Linked DNA regions of Rattus norvegicus: region 1 is linked to region 2. A link is a contact called in public Hi-C data. All regions are on one chromosome and are shown on one strand. The core of a region is the stretch at or near the end of the contact, and the rest is flanking DNA. Distances in the headings are between cores, read along the strand shown. Region 1 holds the start of Ndufs4 (NADH:ubiquinone oxidoreductase subunit S4). Region 2 has its middle 59 kb from the start of Trnat-agu8.

What was found. A called contact is a pair of places that touch in the nucleus more often than the background predicts.
Region 1: a contact with region 2 is called in a Hi-C map of liver, with 1.9 times the contacts expected there. The contact joins the promoter of Ndufs4 here to the enhancer-like site in region 2. A contact is called at or near these places in 2 of 12 Hi-C or Micro-C datasets (both in liver).

What each region holds. Positions count from the first base shown.
Region 1 is chr2:47,793,560-47,799,154 of GRCr8, reverse strand. It overlaps Ndufs4 (NADH:ubiquinone oxidoreductase subunit S4), which reads left to right and starts at 4,241. Exons shown (of 5, transcript NM_001025146.1): 1 at 4,241-4,345. The coding sequence starts at 4,248.
Region 2 is chr2:47,669,334-47,675,109 of GRCr8, reverse strand. No RefSeq gene overlaps it. Among named protein-coding and RNA genes, the nearest start is that of Trnat-agu8, 59 kb to the left of the region's middle. Within about 2 kb of position 2,734, at least 5 of the 93 cell types and tissues checked have an H3K27ac peak or open chromatin away from gene starts, as enhancers often do. A contact at or near this core is called in liver, where this site is marked.

The DNA.
Region 1 (5,595 bases), core at 2,992-5,491, 120 kb before region 2:
TTATTTTTATTTTTTTATTAACCTGAGTATTTCTTATTTACATTTCGATTTTTATTCCCCTTCCTGCTTTCTGGGCCAACATCCCCCTAACCCCTCCCCATCTCCTTCTCTATGGCTGTTCCCCTTCCCATCCTCCCCCCATTGCCACCCTCCCCCCAACAATCACGTTCACTGGGGGTTCAGTCTTGGCAGGACCAAGGGCTTCCCCTTCCACTGGTGCTCTTACTAGGCTATTCATTGCTACCTATGAGGTTGGAGCCCAGGGTCAGTCCATGTATAGACTTTGGGTAGTGGCTTAGTCCCTGGAGGCTCTGGTTGCTTGGCACTGTTCTTCATATGGGGTCTTGAGCCCCTTCAAGTTCTTCCAGTTCTTTCTCTGATTCCTTCAACGGGGGTCCTGTTCTCAGTTCAGTGGTTTGCTGCTGGCATTCGCCTCTGTACTTGCTCTATTCTGGCTGTGTCTCTCAGGAGAGATCTACATCTGGTTCCTGTCGGCCTGCACTTCTTTGCTTCATCCATCTTGTCTAATTGGGTGGCTGTATATGTATGGGTCACATGTGGGGCAGGCTCTGAATGGGTGTTCCTTCAGCCTCTGTTTTAATCTTTGCCTCCCTATTCCCTGCCAAGGGTATTCTTGTTCCCCTTTTAGAGAAGGAGTGAAGCATTCGCATTTTGGTCATCCTTCTTGAGTTTCATGTGTTCTGTGCATCTAGGGTAATTCAAGCATTTGGGCTAATATCCACTTATCAATGAGTACATACCATGTGTGTTTTTCTGTGATTGGGTTACCTCACTCAGGATGATATTATCCAGTTCCCTCCATTTGCCTACGAATTTCATAAAGTCATTGTTTTTGATAGCTGAGTAATATTCCATTGTGTAGATGTACCACATTTTCTGTATCCATTCCTCTGTTGAAGGGCAGCTGGGTTCTTTCCAGCTCTCAGGAAGCCTTTCTAATAAGGGATTTCCAGATCCCTCTGGACATAGTAATGTGCTACTGCAAGATCTCTTCAGGGAAAGCAAGCATATAGCTGTTATGGTCTCATTTTGTGTTAGGTTCCATCAACAAGGAAGAGGGATGTAGGATGAGTAGAGTTGTAGCTGCTACCTTATACAATGATACGAAGTAATAGATAGGATCTGGAGGCCCAGGGAGTAATTAGGGAATTGGGAAGAAAGAGCCCTCCAGGCAGCAACAGCCCATGGGAGACTGGGGCACTAGACAGAAAAACTTCTGGTGAGCATAGTGGAAGGGGCTGGAGAAGAAGACAGGAAATAGCCCGTTTTGAGCTGATCAGGTATTTTCTCTTTGCCCCCCCGCAAAGCAATGATAATCCATTGGAAAGATTCGTAAATCAGTGTTATATAAATTGGCAGTCAGGATTTGATAATCCAGTATGGACCACGGTCTACATTTAGGTATAGTGAGAATAAAATTATATAGCTTGGTAATTATTGTAAGTAAGATAAAAAATGTTTATTTGATCATTATTTATTGCAGAATTTAAAAAATAAATTGTTCCCAGAGGTAAGAAAAGCCACTAGAAAGTTGATCTTAGGGGCTGGAGAAATGGCTTAGCAGTTGAGAATTCAAGCTGCTCTTTCAATCTTGGGCACCCACGTGGCAGCTCCCAAATGTCTGAGACCATTTCCAAGGGATCCAACACCTGCATGGGCATACATGCAGGCAAAACATCAATGAATGTAAATAAAAATAAATGAATCATAAAAAATGAAATAAATCCTATTTCTTGAAGGATTTTTGCTCTTGCTTCACAAGTCATATCATAGAATGTTCACAAAGGACTAAAACCTACAAAATGCTAAGAAAAGAAAAAAGCAGTCTGGAAATTCTTATAGAGATGTCTAGGGTGGGAGTGAAATTAGAGGTTAGAAAGAGCCTGTCAATGAACGTGACATGTGAGCAAAACTGTAGGGTGAAGGACAGAGACAGAGAGCAGGGGCAAGAGAAAGAGGAGATCAATGGGAGAAGAGTATTCCAGATGCTAGAAAAGCATCCTGGGCCTGGAAAATATCTAAGGTAAAGTCTTTCAGACAAGTGTGCCTGGTACATTCTGGAAATACCTATTGGGTTTAGAGTATAACAACCGAAGGAGAACAGAGTAAGAAGAGAAGTCAGGAGTCTTTTTCCCTCCAGCATTGGGACTGAAACCAGGTGCATCTACATGATAAACATATGTCATCCCATTGAGCTACATCTTCACCCCTACATTGGCCTTAAAATATCATAATACAGTCAGTGTCTGGGTTTTCTGCTGATGAGCACACCTTGGGGTGTTTAATAGAAAAGAAGGGAATGTGTGACTTCTGACCCAATAGCTCCGATTGCTGGGCTAAAGCACATTGGGCAAATGCAAACATCCCTACCAAAGGGGACTGTGGTTTGGATCAGAGTACTACTAGGAGAGGCAGAGAACATAGTCAAATTCTGAATATATTTGAAAGGTTGAGGCAAAAAGAGGAACTAAGAACCACCCTATGACTTGGGTAGACAGTTCAGTGGTAAAGTGCTTGCCACCAAGCCTATGACATTAGTTGGAATGAGAAAACTGACTGCTGAAGTTGTTCTCCAACCTCCACATAGGACATGGCACACATTTGCATGCATACACACTGGGACAGTTTGTATATGCTTGGCCCAGGGGGTGGCACTATTAAGAGGTGGCCTTATTGGAGTAGTAGGTGTGTCACTGTGGGAGTGGACTTAACACCTTGATCCTAGTTGCCTGGAAGCCAATATTCTGCTAGTAGTCTTCAGATGAAGATGTAGAACTTTCAGCCCTACCTGCCATGCTTGCCTGGACATTGTCATGCTCCTGCCTTGATGATAGCCTTGATGATACTGGACTGATTCTCTGAACCTATAAGTCAGACCCAATTAAATGTTGTCCTTATAAGAGTTGCCTAGGTCATGGTGTCAGTTCACAGTAAAACCTAACTAAGACACACATATAAATGAACAAACTTAAAAAGAATCATCACAGGTATTATAAATACCTAGATCAATACTATATCAATATAAAATCATTTTTTAGGCGATCTGTTAAATAAGTTCTTGCAAAACTAATATTCTCTCATTAATGTTGGGTTATCATTTGAGAAACGACGTTGAAAACATTAGTGGATGAGAAGCTATGTTAATACTCTGGAGGCTGAAGGAGGAGGATTGTAAGTTGCAGTTTAGCCTGGATAACATCGAGAGATCCTGTCTCTTAACAAGAAACAAAGAGGCTAGGAATGTAGTTTAGTGATCAATTGCACACTTGCCCTGGATTCGAAGCCCCAGACTTGGAAGAAAGAAAAAGAAAAGGTTTGTTGTTGAAGTACGGAAGAGCCAGGTAAGAATAGATAAGACTCTTGGCAGTTAAACCTGGTTATAGTTTATAATCTTTGGTTATTGTTTCTTTTAATAGTCATTAGAATGGGATGGGTAACATATGAAAGGGATGATGGAGTTAGGAAGAGTAATCGAAATGGCTCCGCCCCTTTTCCGGGTGGGGGATGGGGGCGAGGTGTTTGCTAGGTAGTTCCAGAGACAGTCTTCTATCCTCTACCCTCAGCCTTAAATCCAAGTCTTACCAGAAATCAAAGGCTTACAAGAACAGATCACCAATGCCTTTGGCTACCTGCTTGCCAGGCAAGCGCTCTACCTACTGAGCTACATCCCCAGCCCCCACCAGATTTCATGTAAATCCATATGTTCTTTCTTCCTATTTTTTTTTTATCTTTGGCGAGGCCAGATTTTTAGTGTGGAAAATATGATTATTATAACTACAGACCATCAAACTGAGTGCAGCCTGTTATGAAGGCTTGCAAACGGAATCTGGCAACACTTTGGGAAAGTACTACTTTAGTTTCTCAAAGACTCAAGGAGCCCTCCGGCTCTTCCAGTGGGCTCAGTCTCAGATATTCTGAGTTCTTTGAAAAATTATGAGTTACAGGTGTTTATATTTTTGAAGTGTTTTCTTTGGGGCTTCTCAGCCTCAGTGTAAATGACCAACCTTACTAACAAGTATTACTTCTCCATTCACTAAATTTTTTTCATCCATTTTCCTCCTTATTTCCTTTAACTAGATCTTTTATCTCTTTTCTAGACTCTCAATATCAAAAAGAAAACAAACACAACATGATTTGTGTTTTTGCGGCCGCACTGCTTTGAGAACGAAGGAAGTGAGTCCCTAGCGGGGATCCGTACTCCCATCCTGGCGTTTGCCCACAGGAAGATGGCGGCGGTCTCAATGTCAGTGTCGCTGAGACAGGCGTTGTTGAGGCAAAGGGCAGTAGCTACAGCTGCGGTTTCCGTCTGCAGAGTTCCATCCAGGTAACATAATTGTCAGCCTAGTCGAGCTATTCATTCAGGATTCCCAGGTCGCTCCACTTTGGCGGGGGCCGGGCCTGCTGGGCCCTGGAGGCGGTCTTGGGAACGCGTCCTCCTCTGACCCTTCCTCGGGATGCGGGGACGGACTCTGGTCTCCCGCAAGGCGCCTATGGAGCCTCGGGTTCTCGGGAGCCCTGGGTCTGCAGCTGCGGGTGAGGGTCTATGCGGAGGAGCTGTGAACCGGACTGTGGCTCCTGAGAAGGGGAGGAGTCTGGGCGACTTCTCTCCCAATGTCCTTGCATCCCTTCCGTTTGTCACCTGTTTGCCCCATTCCAGCCTGAAAGGGTAAATCCCTGCTTTCCTTTCCCTGGCATTAGTTACTGTCGACTGAGCTTCTGAACAGAAAGGATGTTGTATTCATTATTTTGCATAAGAGGAAAACTTCTTAGGACTTCAGGGTTTATAGTAATATTCATCGGAAGGTTATAGCGTACCTGTTTTCTATGTGTAGTAGGAATGGAACCCCTGACTGTGCGTCCGAGGCTTGAGCTCCACCACCGAGCTACGCCCTCAGGCAATAAGGTGGCTTTTATTTTTATCTATTTATTTCGTTTGTTTGAGACAGAATCACACTATGTAGCCCTAAGTGGCCTGGAACTCAGATCTGCCCGCCAGAAAGATAGTTCTAAATAGTGCTGGAAGGTTTCTCATGTACTTTTTTTTTTTTTTTTTTTTTTTAACTAACCCTAGTGAAAGCATTGTTAATTGTTATCTTGAGTTATTTTTGTGGTGACTGTCCTCCCCCCGCCCCCGCCGTCTCCCGCGGCATTACATTATTTTACATAGTTCTCTTTTCCTGAACTTTTTATTAGTACATGTTTACGCATAAGCATTTTAATCTATGAGGTACTGTGTTTTATCACTTGTTTCGCAGTGGCCTTATATTGACAGCTGCATGATGTGGAGATTACATTAAATGTTTACAGTGAAGATAGAAGACTGTAAGGGGTGGGAAGAATATGGTACTTAAATAAGAAAAAAAAAAAAAAAAAAAAAAGGAAAAGTCAGACACACTAGCTCTGGAGAGCAGAGCCAGAGGCAGTTGGATCTCTGTGAGTTCCAGGACAACCAGGGCTATTTAAAGAGACCCTGTCTCAAACAAAGCAAAACCATTAAATAGCTTTTAAAAATATAAAGGAAAACAGGATCTATCAAAGTGTTTGTTGATTTAGCGTTAAGCTCAATATAGAGGG
Region 2 (5,776 bases), core at 1,485-3,984:
TACGAAAGAATCAAGATGCTTTTCAGGAAAACCTGTCAACATTTTTAAAAATAGGGATCTGTAACTTACATCAGGGCTGCCTGCTCCAACACCGCCGCCATCACCCGTCCCACCTGTTCCAGGTCTGGACCACAGGCTCTACGCCATGAGGAGCGAGGGCAGGTTGGGAGGACCAGAGGCGTGTAACTTTATAGAACACCGCCTAAGAGACCCACTTTGATCACACCCGTGTAAGAAAGGGTTTCTTTTTTCCATCAAAGGGAGTTCCCCTGCCAAGAGCCAATATTCATAAATCCCCCCCACCTGGTAAAACTGCTTATGAACAGACCCCCGCCATTCTGGGAACGTGACGGCTCCCGGCAGCTGTCTTCATCTCCCCGTTCCTTCATACCCTTTGTGCCAATTCTTCTTAAACTAAACAGAAGACTGTGAAGTCAGACCCCAGCCAATAGGGGAAAAGTACAGCTACCATCCATGTTAGAATTAAAAATGGTGATCACCAGCAGGCTTACAGACCTCACTAAGAGCCCTCCCTAGCAATCCTCACCCCCAGAGCGCTTCCAACTATCCAAGTAACCACTGAGCTTCCATTCCTTTCCCGCTGTCTGTGTGTGCTGGACATGGGTACCAGAGCCATATTAACTCTGTGGAGTTGAGAATGATGCACAACTTTAAATGCCCCAGGCTATCCTTCTCTGGTAAATAAACAGGCACCCGAACCTCAATTGGGCAGATCGGGAGAAGGCACACTGCCCTGGTTTCCTCCAGAAAACTGAAGTGGGCACATTTATATAAAAGGTCTAAGAGACCCTTAGAATCCCTTCATGGGCGGAACAGTAAGGCAGTCAGCACACAAGGCGATGCCTCTGTCTGCAAATAGAGAGACAGCAATGCACGTCTTAAAGAACACAGAGCCACTAAGACGACAGCAGCAGTAAGAAAAGTGAAGCTTTGGTGTGGCCACCACTTCCACCAGCTACCTGCTACGGAGAACTCAGTATAATAATCTAAGGTAGCCCAGTTAGCAAGCAAACATCAGGAGAGGGCTAGATGGGAAATTAATTATACATGAAGAAAACAAGCAAAGAGAAGAGGCTAGAAAAAAACCAGCCAAAACTCTGGAAGTGAAAAATGTAATGACCGAAATAAAAATTCAGGGAGCAAACAGCAGACTCGCACAAAAGGAAGAAGAAAAGAAACTGGGGCAGCAGAAGCTCTGGATGCTGCTTTTCATTCCCTGGGGACGTTAGAGATGTGAGGACCAGCCTTCTCATCCAATGGAATTCTAAGATAAGGTGAAGGCATCTGGGCTTTGTTCTAAATTCTACCTCTTGTTCAAGGTGGAAACTTAGCATTTCAGGCTGGCCAAAGGGGGTGGAAGGGATTATCATTCCCTGAATGAGACAATGTATCTTTCCTTCCCAGAAACAATTTCTCAGCTCCAATTGCTGGGGACACTTGCAGAGCATGCCACCATGCTAATCTGACCTCTGAGTTAGGACTCAAAAGAGCATAACTCTGCCCTATTTGTTCCTCAGATACTGACCCAAAGCAGAACATGCTTTCCTTGGCCCTCTGGGCTTCCCCGTTTCTTTGAAGATCTTTTGTCACGTGGTTATCTACAGACCTCCATTGCAAACTGCCTGGTTTTCTCTCGTCTCCATTTTCCCTTCTGTCAACTGTGAAGTCTGCAGCTTCCCTGCCCTGTGGTTTTTCTCTCGCACGCTAATAAACTTGTCTTTGACCTTCCTTTCGGGTTCATTGTGAAATGACTTTATTACTGAGAGTAAGAGCCCCAAAAGAGAAAGCTATAGGCCACAGGCATGTTCAGAGAGGATTGGAAAAGAAAGAAAGGTAGAAATGTAGTCTAGAGAAGAAATAACCAAAGTCCATGGGGGGAATGAGTATATGCAAAGCCCAGAATACTCTAAGCAAACTGAAATAAGGTTTTCATGGAGACACAGGATAAACATATTGTCAGAAATCAATGACAAAGGCTCTTGAAAACAGCCAAAAAAAAAAAAAAAAAAAAAAAAAGACTCACTGCTTGTAAGGGAAATCCCCATATGACTACAAGCAGATTTCTAAGCAGAAACATTTAGTGCAGGAAGGTTAACTGATACAGACAAATCAAAAAAAAAAAAAAAAAAAAAGGGGGGGGGGGTACAAGTCGGCCAACCAAAAATCCATCACAGCAAAGTTAGCCCTGAATCCCGATATGGGTGACAGAGAAGGCTTTCCCCAACTGAGTAACAGAAAGAGATTCCATCCTAAGATCTGCCACATAGCAGGCAGTTGAAGCAACAGATAGTTAATTATCGACATAAAACACACAAAGACAAAACTCGGCATCCGGCAAAAGCCGGCATCCACACAAATTCAGAATGTTCTAACCCTCACCAGGACATTGCTCCAGCCTCCCCTTCACCTCCCTTCCTGGTGCTCCCCCTTGAAAGAATTCAGATGAGACACATGCAGCCCAGAGCAGAAGCTAAGCAGGGTTTATTACAAGATATAGTGGACTGAGTGGGCGACGGCCAAAGGGAGCTACGTGTTTAGGTAGGCTTTGTATTGTTTCTAAATCTTGGAACAGACATCGCTCCTGAGGGACGGTTTATGTCTAGGTGACTGACAGTCCGGTGTGGGTTGGCTCTTAAAGGAGAAGTTACAGTGTGTGAGGCCTCCGGTTAGATAGTAAACTTTTGACCTTCCAGCCAGCTCAGAAGTCCGAGTCTCTACCCAGGGCCAGGGACGTGACTCAGATTTCCTCCTTTGGATGAGTAACATGTAACAGACTAGCAGATTAGAACAAATTGCAGCAAAACCCAAAATGAATCTAAAAGGAAAACAAAAGCCTGGGAGAAAGAGCCATCCCTCTGCTCCTCCGGCGATGCGGTCCCTTGGCCCCGGCGACTTCTACCTTCTTGCTTCTTCTCTTACCTGTAGCTGTGCTGTCGCGGAGACCTTCACGTTTTGAGAGCTGCTGTACTGCATTCGTCCCCTTTCACGAGGGCATTTGAACTGCTGCTGGGACGGCTCCCAGTGCTTTTGCCTGCTACTTTTCAGCCCCCAAATGAAAGAGTCTTAATGGGCCTGAGTTCATTTTCAAGTCAAAGACAGAGCAAGCCTCTAGAGGTCAGATCTGAAGGACCATAGCGTATCTGACATCTTCCACCCATCTCCCCAAGAAAATCCTGAGATCTTTCCCTTTTGGGAAATGGGAAACACCTTGCTTTAAGACAGCTTTTGTCCCATTTTCCCAACTCAAAGCTCTCTCCTCATCTAATCTCTGTCTTCTAATTTGCCTTGGGAGTGGTGACAGGTAATATAGGAGCACCAAGTCCAGGAACAAGTGGACTCCTCTTGCTTCTGCTCAAGTGTCTACAAGCTGGGGGATTACAAGGAAGGAATCCATCATCACTGGCCTTCAAAAATCTGCTGGTCTCTAGCTATCTAGCAAAAGTTATCAAAAATAACCATAGATACAGTATTTTAGACACACCATCAAAAGGAATAAAAACCTGTCATTACAAAAAGAAAAAATCAAATCAACACAAAGAAATGAAGAGTCGAAGACTACACAAGAGTCAGAGAACCATGAATGGCAAATGCTTCCCTATCTACAGTGCCCTTAAATGTCCTTGGCTAAAATTGTTTCATCAGAAGGCAGAGTGCTGGAAGCATTAAAAGATGTGGTGGTTAAAAAAAAAAAAGGAAACCAGACACACAAAAGCCCCAAACTTGGGCATTAAAAACACAAAGTACAAGTGAGATGTGTAGGAGGATGTGGGGGAGTATGGAGGAGCGTGAGGGAGCACGGAGGAGTGTGAGGGAGGGCCACTGGCTATGGTGGAGCCTTGATTGACTTCAGTGAACATAATTCAGGGGCTAGGGTCTGGGACAATCAACAGCCACCATAGCCACTGAGAACTAGTAGTTTCTTAGTCTTCCATTTCCAGAACTTGAATAAGTTTCAGAAAAGACTTTTATTGTGGACAATAGTTTAAAAGCAAACAAGCAAAGCTCTCAAGGGGCTGCCACTCAGGGTCTTTTCTAGAGGTTAATGAGGCCTTTCTGGGTAGAACCACGGGAAAGGAAGTGGTCCCTCAGGTTGATCCAACCCCCAAGTGTTCACTCATCCCGGTGACTTGGCTGGTATTTCGGCACACCTTCCAGGGCGGGAAATGTGTGTGAGGCATCTGATCACACATGTCTCCAAGGCTGATGTGCTCATTGAATTGTCATGTAAAGAGAAAGAAAGATGAGAAGGAGAAACCAGGACAGAAGAGTGCCCTTAAATGCTGCTTGCCAGTCCTGCCCTCTGACCAACAGAGATCTGCTAACAGGACCAGAGGCATCAAGGACAACTGCTGAACTGCTGTATTTTAGGGTCCCCCTGACCCTAAAACACTCATCGACGTTTCCTTCTGTTCATATCAAAAGGATAAAAGAAAAATATTGGGTGATATAGTACCCCAAAATAAGTAAAGTCTCTTTGCTTAGGTAAAATCGACTGTCAAAAATGTCTCAGGCATACCTCAGCAAGCCTTTAAAACCAGCATTCAGAAGGCTGAGACAGGAGGATCACAAGGCAGCCTAGATTATATGAGAGAGTTGAGGAGAAAGGTAAAAGGGATAAGAGAGAAATGAGAAAAGAGAGGAGAAGAGGTTCAAATCTGATCTTCTAGTCTGAAGATTTTATTTCAAAGTTTGTGGTGGGATAAAATGGTTGGCCTTCTGCCCACTAAGGGCCCTATCCTTCTCCACTGTTGTTCAAGTCTTAGCTTTCCCCCTGGCTAAAGGGGAGACACGAAGAACCATCTTAACCCCTAATAATCCTGGAATCACATGGTTAATCCAGTGTACTGTCATCCCTATGGCTTGTCTCAGAAAATTAAAAAAAATAATAATAAAAAAATAAAAAATAAACACCAGCTACAAAACCTATCACAGAGACGAAGGTAGCAAAAATATAATAATCTAGGCTTCAATTCATCAAAAAATTATGTAACATGCATGTGGAGCAAGCCTTTAATCTCAGCAGTTAGGAGGCAGAGGCAGGGAGATCTCCATGAGTTCAAGGTCAGCCAGGGCTATGCAGTGACACCCTGTTTCAAAAATTAAAAACAAACAAAGCAACAACAAAAACTGTTCAAAGTTGTGAGCAGACATGCAGCCAGGGCCACAGCATGCAAATGAAAGCAGACTGATGGGAGTGGACAGCAAAACAGTAATAATTTCCAGCAATAAATAGAGGAGCCCACCAGAAAACTATAGTCTTGACCATAAGCCAAACAGAGCTAACTAAAGCAACCAGACTGTTCAAGTCAGCAGGAAGAGAATGAAACATTCTTCCTCAACACACAGAATGTCCTCCAGAATATCATATGGTAGGCCACAAGTCTTAATAAACTTAAGGAGAATTAAATACCTTTCCTAATCATAACAGTATGAAACTAGAAACCAGTAAGAGGAGGAATCCGCACAAATATGTAAACAATTTCAGAAGGGAAATAAAAACGTATCTTGAGACAAATAAGAACGGAAAGACAACATACCGGAGCTTGCAGTGTGCGGCAAACACAGTTTAAAGAGGAAACTTTATAGCCGTAATAAATATCTACACTGAGAAAAAGAGAAACTCCAAAAAAAAAAAAAAAAAAAAAAAAAGCTTACACTCCAAGGAGGTTTAAATAGCAAACCGAGCCACAGATTAGCCTAAGAAAGGAGAGAATGTCATAAACTATTTTTTTAAAGATAAAATTAAGAAACCTTT